Regions from separate parts of the Mus musculus genome. Here regions 1, 3 and 4 are each linked to region 2. Evidence: chromatin contacts called from public Hi-C and HiChIP or PLAC-seq data. All regions are on one chromosome and are shown on one strand. Each heading gives the region's core, a stretch centred on a gene start, on an enhancer-like site or on the middle of the called end of the contact. The rest is flanking DNA. Distances are from core to core; before and after follow the strand shown. Region 1 overlaps Gm32679 (a long non-coding RNA gene). Region 2 holds the start of 9030404E10Rik (RIKEN cDNA 9030404E10 gene). Region 3 has its middle 25 kb from the start of Gm46567. Region 4 overlaps Gm32740 (a long non-coding RNA gene).

The links. Hi-C and Micro-C count contacts between places; a contact is called where the count stands out from the background. HiChIP or PLAC-seq counts read pairs in DNA pulled down with a chosen protein or histone mark.
Region 1: an H3K4me3 HiChIP or PLAC-seq map of craniofacial prominence shows a contact between it and region 2, with 4 times the contacts expected there. The contact joins the enhancer-like site here to the promoter of 9030404E10Rik in region 2. A contact is called at or near these places in 7 of 484 Hi-C or Micro-C datasets (the G1E-ER4 cell line, the N1E-115 cell line, bone marrow-derived macrophages and 4 more), 8 of 115 datasets of contacts at active chromatin or transcription factors (the SCID.adh cell line, craniofacial prominence, embryonic basal ganglia and 4 more) and 1 of 9 other capture datasets (embryonic tail).
Region 3: a FOXA1 HiChIP or PLAC-seq map of pancreatic cancer cells shows a contact between it and region 2. The contact joins the enhancer-like site here to the promoter of 9030404E10Rik in region 2. A contact is called at or near these places in 1 of 484 Hi-C or Micro-C datasets (liver) and 3 of 115 datasets of contacts at active chromatin or transcription factors (embryonic basal ganglia, extraembryonic endoderm stem cells and pancreatic cancer cells).
Region 4: a Hi-C map of bone marrow-derived macrophages shows a contact between it and region 2, with 32 read pairs. The contact joins the enhancer-like site here to the promoter of 9030404E10Rik in region 2. A contact is called at or near these places in 2 of 484 Hi-C or Micro-C datasets (bone marrow-derived macrophages and embryonic stem cells) and 4 of 115 datasets of contacts at active chromatin or transcription factors (bone marrow-derived dendritic cells, embryonic basal ganglia, embryonic stem cells and 1 more).

Annotation. Positions count from the first base shown.
Region 1 is chr16:29,838,008-29,840,707 of GRCm38.p6, forward strand. The region is part of intron 2 of Gm32679 (a long non-coding RNA gene); the gene reads right to left. Among named protein-coding and RNA genes, the nearest start is that of Gm32679, 11 kb to the right of the region's middle. Within about 2 kb of position 1,449, at least 133 of the 459 cell types and tissues checked have an H3K27ac peak or open chromatin away from gene starts, as enhancers often do. A contact at or near this core is called in the G1E-ER4 cell line, the N1E-115 cell line, the SCID.adh cell line and 6 more, where this site is marked.
Region 2 is chr16:30,038,042-30,040,741 of GRCm38.p6, forward strand. It overlaps 9030404E10Rik (RIKEN cDNA 9030404E10 gene), which reads right to left and starts at 1,438. Exons shown (of 4, transcript NR_045878.1): 1 at 1,240-1,438; 2 at 446-586.
Region 3 is chr16:29,786,923-29,789,622 of GRCm38.p6, forward strand. No RefSeq gene overlaps it. Among named protein-coding and RNA genes, the nearest start is that of Gm46567, 25 kb to the right of the region's middle. Within about 2 kb of position 1,434, at least 32 of the 459 cell types and tissues checked have an H3K27ac peak or open chromatin away from gene starts, as enhancers often do. A contact at or near this core is called in extraembryonic endoderm stem cells, liver and pancreatic cancer cells, where this site is marked.
Region 4 is chr16:29,863,878-29,866,577 of GRCm38.p6, forward strand. It overlaps Gm32740 (a long non-coding RNA gene), which reads left to right. Exons shown (of 4, transcript XR_384792.3): 4 at 1,299-2,184. Among named protein-coding and RNA genes, the nearest start is that of Gm32740, 4.7 kb to the left of the region's middle. Within about 2 kb of position 1,379, at least 41 of the 459 cell types and tissues checked have an H3K27ac peak or open chromatin away from gene starts, as enhancers often do. A contact at or near this core is called in bone marrow-derived macrophages, where this site is marked.

The DNA.
Region 1 (2,700 bases), core at 199-2,698, 200 kb before region 2:
TGACCTTTCACCTGCAGCCAAGGCGGTCACAATGGGGGCCTACAGGCCTTTCACCGCTACCTGCTGCTTTGGACAATGCAATTGGACACAGTGTTCAACAAGATGGAGAATACCTCAGGGCCCAGTCCCTTCTTCTGTCTGTGGACAGCAAAGCATCCAGGACAGCATATTCACTTTCCAGATGGGAAGAGACAGGAGCCACCTCTGGGATTCAGGGACAGAAAACACAAATAGACGACTCTCCGTGGTGCATTTGCAAACTTACATTTAATGTCTTATAGAATATTTAAAGTTAATCAAGTCTGGGTCCTTTGCTAAGGAAACATGAGGGTCCACGATGCTCTTCATACAGGATGCAGTCAATGCCTAAGATGGTGAATCGTCCTTCCTGCCTGCTCATAGGGGGACTAATGGGCACTTGTAATAATACATTACACAAAGGAAGATATACAAGAAAAGAATCTAGATCTCCTAGTCTGGGGAAAGCGGACCGAGCCTCGCGTGACTCTTTTGCTTCCGTTCCACTTTTTTGTTTTGAGACAAGGTCTCCAACGACTTTGAACTTTTTTTTTTTAAAGATTTATTTATTTATTTATTTATTTTATGTATATGAGTACACTGTAGCTGTACAGATGTTTGTGAACTCAGGACCTCTACTCGCTTTGACCCAGCTGGCTCCAGCCCTGCTCATTCCAGCCCAAAGATTTATTTATCATTATTTGTAAGTACACTGTAGCTGTCTTGAGACACACCAGAAGAGGGCGTCAGATCTCATTATGGATGGCTGTGAGCCACCATGTGGTTGCTGGGATTTGAACTCAGGACCTTCGGAAGAGCAGTCAGTGCTCTTACCTGCTGAGCCATCTCACCAGCCTGACCTTGAATTCCTGATCTTTCTGCCCCTACTTCCTAAGTCCTGGCTGTCCAGGCAAGAGTCACTACATATGGCTTTCATCTTTTGTTCGTTTTTGTTTGTTTGTTTGTTTGAGACAGAGTTTCTCTGTATAACCAGCTCTGGCTGTCCTGGACTCACTTTGTAAACCAGGCTGGACTCGAACTCACAGAGATCCTCCTCTCTCTGCCAACCAAGTGCTAGTATCAAAGACGCGCCCCACCACGCCCAGCTGGCCTGAATCTCTTAAATTTCATCAGTGCACCCGAGGAATGGTGAAGAGATCCATGCCCCCTCTATTGACGTTCGCATTCACGTTTTCTTTAAAAAAAAAAAAAAAAAAAAAAAAATTCCTCAGACTGAGCAGTCTGAGCAAGTAAGGCTCTACTAGCTTATCTAAGCGCCCCGCCCCCACTTGCCAGTTGCGGTAGTGCGGTCTGCGAACAGCTAAGACACTTCCCAAGGTTTCTGTGTCCCCGCATGTTGCCACCCTGTGCTGCCAGCAACGCTTGCAGCTTTCTGGTTTTGTATTTCATCTCAGCCTTAGCAGGATGTGTGAGCAGAGAGAGCATCTGGCAGAATGGCACCGCGAAATGGGAACCAGACGCTCGGTCGAGCGCCACCGAGAGCTGTTTATCCGTGGAATTAACCTTTTGTTCTGCGTTTGCTCTGTGGTAGGCTTGCACTGTGCTTTTAAATTCGCACCCTGCCCCGTGTCTCCAAGAGGCAGCCTGGTTCTGCTGAGTCAGCGCTTCTCGGGCCTGGCAGAGGCGACTCGGAGCAACTGGTAGCAAGAAAAGCTTGCAGCAGCCCCCTCTGGCAGTCACCTTTGGCTCCCTGTAGATTTACGACGGCAGCAGATGGGCCCAGGTGGACTCAAGTGAGAGTCTCAGACAGGCCCAGTTCCTCTGACTACTGTAATTGTGTCTAGACCAGAGGGAAGGCGCGCACACCTCCTGAATGCACTTTGAAACAACTCAAAAGTGTGAAAGGAATTTACTACCACAGGAAGGTCTGGTCCAGGCAAGACACCAGAATGGGTCCAGAGGAAAGGAGGGAAAGCAGGAAGGAAGGAAGGGAGGGAGGGAGGGAGGGAGGAAGGAAGGAGAGGGGGAAGGAGAGAAGGAGTGAGAGGGAAGGAAGGAGAGAGGGAGACAAGAGCTAAATTAGCCCAGATACCATCTTCCCTACCAGTCTGACTCGCAGGTAGTAATGCTTACTGATAGTCAGGCAGATTACTTCTCATGATTCAGCTCTGCGAGGGACAGCCTACCTTCGTGTGTCCGTCTGGAGGATCAGATGGTGCTGGGCATAATACCAGGGGAGGTGGCAGCAGTAATCCATGATCTTGATAGGTTTACATGGAAGCTCCCTCCAGATAGGAAACAGATCAAAGGGCCCCGGCTCTGGTTAAAGAACTAGGTGGCCAGGGGCCCAACGTCCTGCTACCTTGCTTCCCCCTTTCTCCATCAGTGGGCCCACCTAAGGGGAGACCCCTGAGAAGAGTTAGTTCTAGCAGCAGTACAAGACACCCTAGGTGAACTGTATTTCTGGGTTTTCCACCAAAGGGGATCATAGGTTGCTGGGGTCAGAGGAGAAGAAGAGGGAAGCAAGCTTGGGGCTGGGGGTCTCCCTGTGGCAGATACACATTTCCAGGCTATAGCGTGCTGCATGTGACCAAAACTTCCTTGAACTGCACCCGTGGCCCCACATCCAGATAACCAGGCTTCATCTGGGTGCCATGTGTCTGGTGTCTCAGAGATTTCATTTTAACATTGAAAATATAAACATCACAGTAAGGGGAAGGC
Region 2 (2,700 bases), core at 188-2,687:
GTCCACAGTTTTCCTGGAGAGCTTGGTAAGTAAGAGGCAGATTCCTACTTACCTAGAGTTAGGCCCAAGAGCTACACTTCTAGCAAATTCTCAGGGACCACCCATTTGCTGCTGAGGCAAGAACCTCCCTTCAGTTTAACTACCTAACAGGTGTCTGAGGAAAAAGAAAATGCTGGATTAGTTGGGGTATGTGGTTGCAGCTGGACCCTTTGGGACTGTAGCAAAGACAGGTGGACAGTAGTATGCTGATTTTACTGAAGGGGGAAACATGATCAGAAAGACTAAAATGACCTTTCCATGGCATCCATCCTTCTGACCTCAGTCCAGACGCATCCTGATTGTACTGCGATGCATGCTGGGAGATTCAGAGGGGAAGGCTCCAGGTCTTATCCTCAGAAAGATGCGGAGTGCAAAGCATGGGCAACCAGGGTCTACAAACACAAACCTGAATAGGAGAGGAGCCAGGAGTCCAGAGGTGAGCGAGCGTATGGCAGCCACCTCTCACAGAAAACTCGGCCGTGTCTTTCTTTTCTACCTATGGCCCAATTAGACTGGAGATGGGGGTCGTCTTTGATCAGCCTAGTCCCTTTAAAAGAAAGCAGGGAAAACGGTGGCTTTAGGATTTTTCTTTAAAGCCCTGAACCTCTTCAGTGGAAAGTGCTGCCCTTCCGACCTGTTGATGTAATTGCCGTAATTGAAGATTCCAGACCCCATGTGGGTGGACAGGGCCCCATTCATCCATCAGGTCAGCGAAGTGTAAACCTGCTGAGTCCTTCAGATGCCCTGGCCGCAGCCTCCCCCTCCTGCGCCCTCCTGTGCCCTCCTGCCCCCTCCTGCCCCCTCCTGCCCCCACGGACTAGGCTCCCCACAATGCCAGAGCAGCCGGGCCCAGGCTGGTTCCTCTCTAGATGTGGGAACAGTGCCTAATTAAGGGGTTTGTTCTCATCTCCATGGGGCCATCTTAACGCCTCCTGACAGTAATGAGAGACACACACACACACACACACACACACACGTGTGGAGCTGGGGGGGGCGGGGAGGGGGGGGAGAGGGAAGGATGGCTTCCCTGCCACCTTAGCACCCTGTTAAACAGCAAGCCTAACACACACACACACACACACACACACACACACACACACACACTGCAGTTCTGCAGTAATCACCATCAAACCTTTATAGCTACAAGGAGTCCTCTCCAGTTCTGAAAGAGGAAGGAGCCAGGGAGAAGAAATAACTTACCCAGAGGGCGCATAGCAAGTCACTGTCACTGGGTCCCAGGTGTTCTGCTGCACCTCACAGCACTGACTTCCTCATGGAGGGAGGGGCTCTGCACTGCAGTCCCAGGAGAGCCCATTAGAGGGTGGGGGAGGAGCAGACAGGCTCATTCTCTAGAGCCACCTTGTCAGAGGGCCATGCCCGTGTCAAAGCAGAATGGCCCTCCGTGGGCTGGTTCTGCAAAGGCACGTGACAAAACCAACCTCAGAATGGGCCACTCCCTGCAGCCGCGGGCCTCGCCTCATCCTCCTGCATCTTCTTTGCATTCCTGTCTAGCTTCCTACTCCTTCCCCTTTTCTCACAACCCCTTATTCTGACAGCCCACCCGCACCTAAACAAGTAGGGTTCTTTGCTTTGTTTTGTTTTTTTAGCTCTCGGCTTCTCCACTACGGTGTGCCCTCCAGCCAGCAGCACACACAATTTGCTCTCAGTTAACAGACATCCAGTATGATAAAAGTCTAGCTGATGCTCTCTCCAACCAATTCAAAGTCACATTAGTCCATTTTTCTGAACACAGTTCTTACAGAGAAGGCCGAGGGAAGACCTGTGTTCCAGGTAGGACAGACATGCTGAAATTAACATGGGCTAAATTTCAGATCGCCTGGCCTGCTAAAGACAGTGAGTCAGGTACAATGCCACTCTCCTGTGGTCCCAGCCATCCAGAAGGCCCTTCACAACTCTGTAGAGAGGACACTTGAGCTCCCTAGTGCATACCAGAGGAAGACTGGAATGAATTTCTCCCAGCTTTCTCCCCTTGAGAGTGGATTGTATTTACCCCACCACCACCACCCCCCTCCACCCCCCACCCTGCTGACTAAGGGGCTCTGGGAAGCAGTCACTGCCCTTGGTTCCTCTGGTGTCACCAGAATGGAGTGGTTCCTTATTGTCTGTTCCCTAGTGGATTCCTGGAATAAGTCACCTGCTCAGGGACTTGTCCCTCACTGGCCCTTCACTTCCACCACCAATCAGAATGGTCTCTTGCTGGTTGCTATTCACCAGGGTTTCTAGAAGCAGCCCTCTAATTCTATGTGTGCAGTTGTTTGAATAGGGAGACTCACAACTGCTGGGCAGAAGATCAGAGGCCTAAGACTCCTATGATACATGGGGGACACTGCACTCCCCGACTCAGCCGTTATTTGGAAGTTTGCTTTGTGATAGGTGAAGCCCACTCTCAGTCACTGTAATGAAGAACAGTAGCTATGGGATTCCTCGATTCCACAAGGCCAGGCAAGGCATGCGCCTCTGATGCTAAAGTGCAAATACGGCCAAAATGAAAAAGAGCAGCATCCCAGAACAGAACCAGTGACAGTTTAACAGCCAGAGCAGAACTCTCTGTACGTGGCCGGTTTCTGCAACAGCTTGTAATGGGCTGAGTACTGTGCCATCCACTGTGCGGGTACAGGACTGTGACTGTTCAGTGAGAGA
Region 3 (2,700 bases), core at 184-2,683, 250 kb before region 2:
CAGACACTGGGAACAAAGGAAAATGGATTCACATCATAAAAGCTCCCTGACTCTTCAGCCAGCCAAGGAACAGAAAGTCCCATATAAATTCACACCAGGTGGTTTGAAGGGAAGCACGTCACAGAAACATGACAATCAACAGAGCCATGTTGGATCAGCCGTTCGTTCCACTTCAGCCACTGAAGATCAGGATGGAGAGTCTATCCAGGAAGAACCCAGTGAGTAAAATATTTTGACACCGGAAGAGAATATCCTGACAGCGCTCCCTCCATCCGCAGTCACGGCTGTGGGACATGGAGGTGAGTAAGTATAGACATGGACCTGTAACATCAAAGGTGGAATATATAGGAAGGACCCTCCTCTTAGCTACAATTTCCTCACGTTCAGAGGGAGGCGTGCGACATTCTCTACCACCTCCCCTTTTTCTTGTAGTGTTCCTTAGCTCATGGTCTGCATCCTCAATGCATAAAAAAGTCCCTCTGAATCAGCCCGAGAGTGAGAGTGCTCTGCCCCACTCCAAGTCACACTGAGAGAGTGACTCCCAGGATCAATTAGCACAAGACAAAATTAGCTGGGTTCTACCTTTGGAAGAATTTGAAGCCATAGTAAACCAAAGACAGGCCACTTGGACTCCAGTTTCAGTCCCACCGTTAACGTAGTCTGGTAGCTTGCAGCATGCTATATCAGTGGGCCCCCATTTTCTCTCTGTAAGGTAATCTAAGATCATTTAATTTTTGAGAGTTCTGGCAACCCGGTCTTCTACCTGTTTTGCAAATAAAGTTTTAGTGATACATACCTTCAGCTATTTATTAAATATCACCTCTGGCTGCTTTTACGCCTCAATGGCAGAGTTGGGTAGCTGAGGCAGACAGCTGCTGTGTGGGCTAGAGCTGAAAATAGTTAATACCTGATCCTTAAAAGCAAAAGAGCTGGGTAACTACACCACCAGAGAGGCTGAGGCACGGGGAGAAGAGACTATTTGCCAAAACACCCTAAGGGAATCAGGGCAGAAAATGGAAATGTCTTCTTCTGATTTTTCTCTGCCAAAAGTTCTCCTGGCCCAAAGCTCACTATCTGAAGATCTGAGCTATGCCTGAGAGCCAGCTAGAAGACCAGGAGCCTGTCTCCTGGGAGAAGCCTGTGGTCTTGAGTAGAGCCTGAGGCTCCAGTGGTAGGGGCAGTCTGCCTGGGTTCTGTCTGGCTCAGGGTCAGCCTGCTGAGCTTCTGAGAGGAGCCAGCTGAGGCTCCTGACAGGCAATGGTTGAGCCTGGAGTCTGAGGAGAGCTGGCTCCCTAAGCCCTTTTAACCACAGGTCCCCCAGATCTAGGTAAACTTTCCTTGGCCTTTGAACTACAAGGGGACATTTCTTCTTGCCTCTGTACTCACTGGCTGTTTCCGCCTTCTGCCATTTATTAATCTCGCTGGTTAACCATTGAACCCAGCTCAGCCTCCTCTAGTTTCCAATCCTGTTCTCCCTGTTGGCTGCAGACAAGGGCCTGCACTAAACAAACCTAAGGTTCTTTTCTTTCTTTTCACAGCTGAAATCAACTGATAAAAGAGGTGGGGCTGGGGTGCAGTTTGCTAAAAAGACACTCCCTAAAGCCCTGGTGAGGAGGTGAGAAACCCTTTCCAAGGCAGGCCAGCTATGTTTAAAGAAATACATCACTGTAACACACACACACACACACACACACACACACACACACACACACATATACATACACACAGACACACACACACACACACTCATACATGCACACACACATACAGACATGCACACACTCACACAGCTTAATCAGAGTAGAGGCATAATTTAGAGAAGATGTCTATAATTTCTTCATCGTTGAATCAGATTGCTTGTCTCTAAACACAAATGCCATTTGAGTTTAGCTTCCCCAGTTAAAGATGCATGCTTTAGAGGGGGAGCATGCCAATTGTCGTAGTGGTAGGGAGCTGGAGGGAAGGGGAAGGGGAAAGGGAAGGGGAGAGGGGAAGGGGAAGGGGAAGGGGAAGGGGAGAGGGGAAGGGGAAGGGGAAGGGGAAGGGGAAGGGAAAGGGGAGAGGGGGACCAAGAAGGGCCTTCTGAGCACAGGGTTTGGGGGCTTGACATCAGCCACACCCTAGTTTCCTTTAGAGTATTAGAACTCTCTAGAACACCAGCTCTGTGAGGACCAGCATTTTATTTATCTACTGCTACATCCCTAGCACCAAGCCTAGTGCCCAGCAAGAGGTAGGTACTTAAATATCTGTTAAATGCATGGGTGACAGGATGCAAATTAGTGGCCTGGTCACTAGTCCCAATCTTTTGGGAAGATGGACATTTCACATGTTCATTGGCTCCCCTTCTGATGAATCCGGAAGCCCTGGCCCAGTTAGGACAAAATTCACAAAGGACAAGGGGGAGGACCCCCCTGAACCATTAACACAGTTCCAGGGACCTAAGTGTTTGTCTATCAAAAAACTCAGAGACAGTGCCCAGCACAGCCCCTTTCTGTGGCTGTCTGCCTACCATTGAAAGGGACAGATTTCCACCGTGGACATTTCTACTCTAATGACTCCCACTGCTGTGAGCAGTAATGTGTGCTGGGCAACTCATCTGTGTTTGTCTTTAATGCCCATGATAGCCTTGCTGTGTGGTGTGAGCCCTTTTATAGCTTAGGAAAAGAGCTGCAAGTGAACTTGCCAAGGTTGGAGAGCATA
Region 4 (2,700 bases), core at 129-2,628, 170 kb before region 2:
TTAAACTGAGCAGGAAACAGAGGGAGTGAACTGGAAATGGCGCATGGCTTTTTTTCTTTTTTTTTTCCTTTTCTTTGCCATTCCAACAGTGGTTCCAATAGGCATTCATATAAAATGAGGGTTCTGCAGGGCAAATGATTCTTCTACTGTGATTCAGGTAGAAACAGCTTCCTAACAACCAGCTAAGCCCAGGCCCACACATCGCAACTACAAGATCACTTCTTTGCCCACTCTCTCTCTCTCCTTTCCGGAACAACCTCTTTCGGATAGGGTTCAAGGTAGAATTTACCCTCCTCATAGTTTGTCCTGTGCTCCTTAGGTGAGATCTGATGCTGCCTCAAGGGTTCGGCCCAGGGCTCTCTTAGGGTACAACCTTCTGTTGTCATAAAGCTTTCTTCTGGCTTCTTTCCCAACTGCAGTCTCGAATATTGTACCATCTTGCAGTAAGCCAGCCTGTTGATTTCTGCAGGGTTACAATCCCTTTGTGACTACTATCCAGATGTTCCACACTGCAACAGCAGGCCTGCCCACCCAGCCCGAGAGTGGCACATGCCTTCCAATTCCAAAGTTTGCCCCCAGTGACACACTTCCTGAGGCAAAGAAGCACCTCTACCCCACACCTGTCCAACCAGCACCACAGACTGGGAGCCAAGTGCTCAAATCCCTGAGACCTAGAGGATAATTCTCATTCAAACAACCACGCTAATAATAATAACAACAACAACAATAATAATGATGATGATGATGATAATGATAGGAATAACAGGAACAAAACACCACTATGCTATTTGGAGAGAACCAAAGTTATTAGTGAAGAATAGTGCATTCCATTTTGTGTTGAAATAAGGCTCAGGGAAGTGCATTGTGCGCTACTGTTTGAGTGACTTTAGGATAATCCAGAAACCTAGCCAAATGTGTGTGTGTGTGTGTGTGTGCATGCGTACGCGTGCATCATGGAGTTTGTCTTACCATGACCTGTTAGCTCATAGAAATGTACTAGCTATACACAGAATTAGATTTGTGCTAACCCGTGTACTTCATCTCCCTTCCCCCACATGGTCCTTCTATGCTTTAGCCCAGGCTGTCCCTTTCTCCTAGAACACCCTTCCTTACTCATTCCCTATCAAATCAGGACCCGATCAGATACCATGAAATCCCTGCTGTTCTTTTAGAAGGCACAAGCTGTGCAGAACCTCCTAGGCCCTGTGCCCTCTAGCACTCTGGTGGAATAATGCTACTCGTATTGTGAATTATAGTTACTCGGCAGCAGACAAATCACACTGTCTTCCGTCTTTCAGCCCCTCCAGTCCTGAGCAGCGAGATAAACAACCCAGCAGCGCTCTCAGCCTCAGCGGGGAGGTACGGTGATGTGTGGCCTGGATGTAGCTATGACTCAGTGCTTCCCCGAGCTTTTTCATCATTGGACAGGAAGCAAACCGCCTCATCCTTCTGCAGCCTCAACCCGGCTTGACTTCAAATGACATTAAAAAGAAACCGAATCCCTGGAGGTTTCTAGAAGGTAAATAAGTCCTGTTCAGATCACAAGTGTCAGGACCCACAGCCAGATGCCACCAGTATAGGGCGAGGACTGGAAGTTCTGTTGATGGTAATCAGGGTCACCTCAAAGTCCTTGCCAAGGTCAGCATAAGGCTACTGAGCACCACAAACCCAACAGGAAGGTGGCCTGACTCTGTCATGCCAGCCGTGTGACCTTGAGCACGTTGCTTTCACCCTCCCTTGCTTCCTCTTCAACAAAATGAAAATAATAAGCTCACTGCTCTCGGCATACAATGCAGTGACTGTGAGAACTTTGTGAGTTAACACATGTGCAATGGCGCTACTATTCGGAGTGAAAAGAATACAGGCTATTACGGTTGCTATTATTGCTATCATCACCATCATCATCGTCATTATTGTGGGGCCAGGCAGAAGAGACTGAGAATTCCCTAGGAGATGAGAGTGTGGTCTCTACCCTGCCTCTCACTACTGAGCTGTGAGCCAGAGGCTTAATCACTTTCCTCCTCTGGACACAAATTTTCTGACTTGTAAAATTAGGTCCTTGGGTTAGACCAGTTTTCTAGTCCTTTGGGGACGCTTTCTTAGAAATGGGATCCATGGGTCCCTCCCTGATGCTCAATCACCGAGTCAGGGTGAGTTTGCAGAACCCACCAGTGTGACTTGCGTCTAAGGGTTCCTGGGTGAGCTGACTCAGTGTTTACGAGGGTTCTATCCCAGAAATGTCCACCTCAGGGCCTTTGGACTTACTGTCCCCCCGGCCTGAAAAATTCTACTCCTAAAACCTTCTTTGTCTTATCACAAATTGTGCAAAAGGTTTACTCTCCACATGCAGAAAACAAGGAAGCTACCTGCTTAGGCTGAAAGCATTTCTCCTCCCCCTCATGTAACATAATGTGCATGCGTGTGTGCCTTCACACACACACGCACACGCACACTGTAGCACATCTTCCTTACTAGAATGTCCCAACCGTCTTATGATAGTGCTGGTGCACACCTGTTAAGAAATCAGTTTAGAATTTTAAAACAAATAAGTGAGAGTACAAATTATGGCTATACAGTATTCTGTATTCTATAGAATGGCCCCAAAGCTCACTGCCTGAGTGTGACTACTGAAAGGTGACTGGGCCCTCGGGGGTTGACTGACTGAAAGCACAGTCAGGAGGTGGGCCTGGTTGTTGGGAG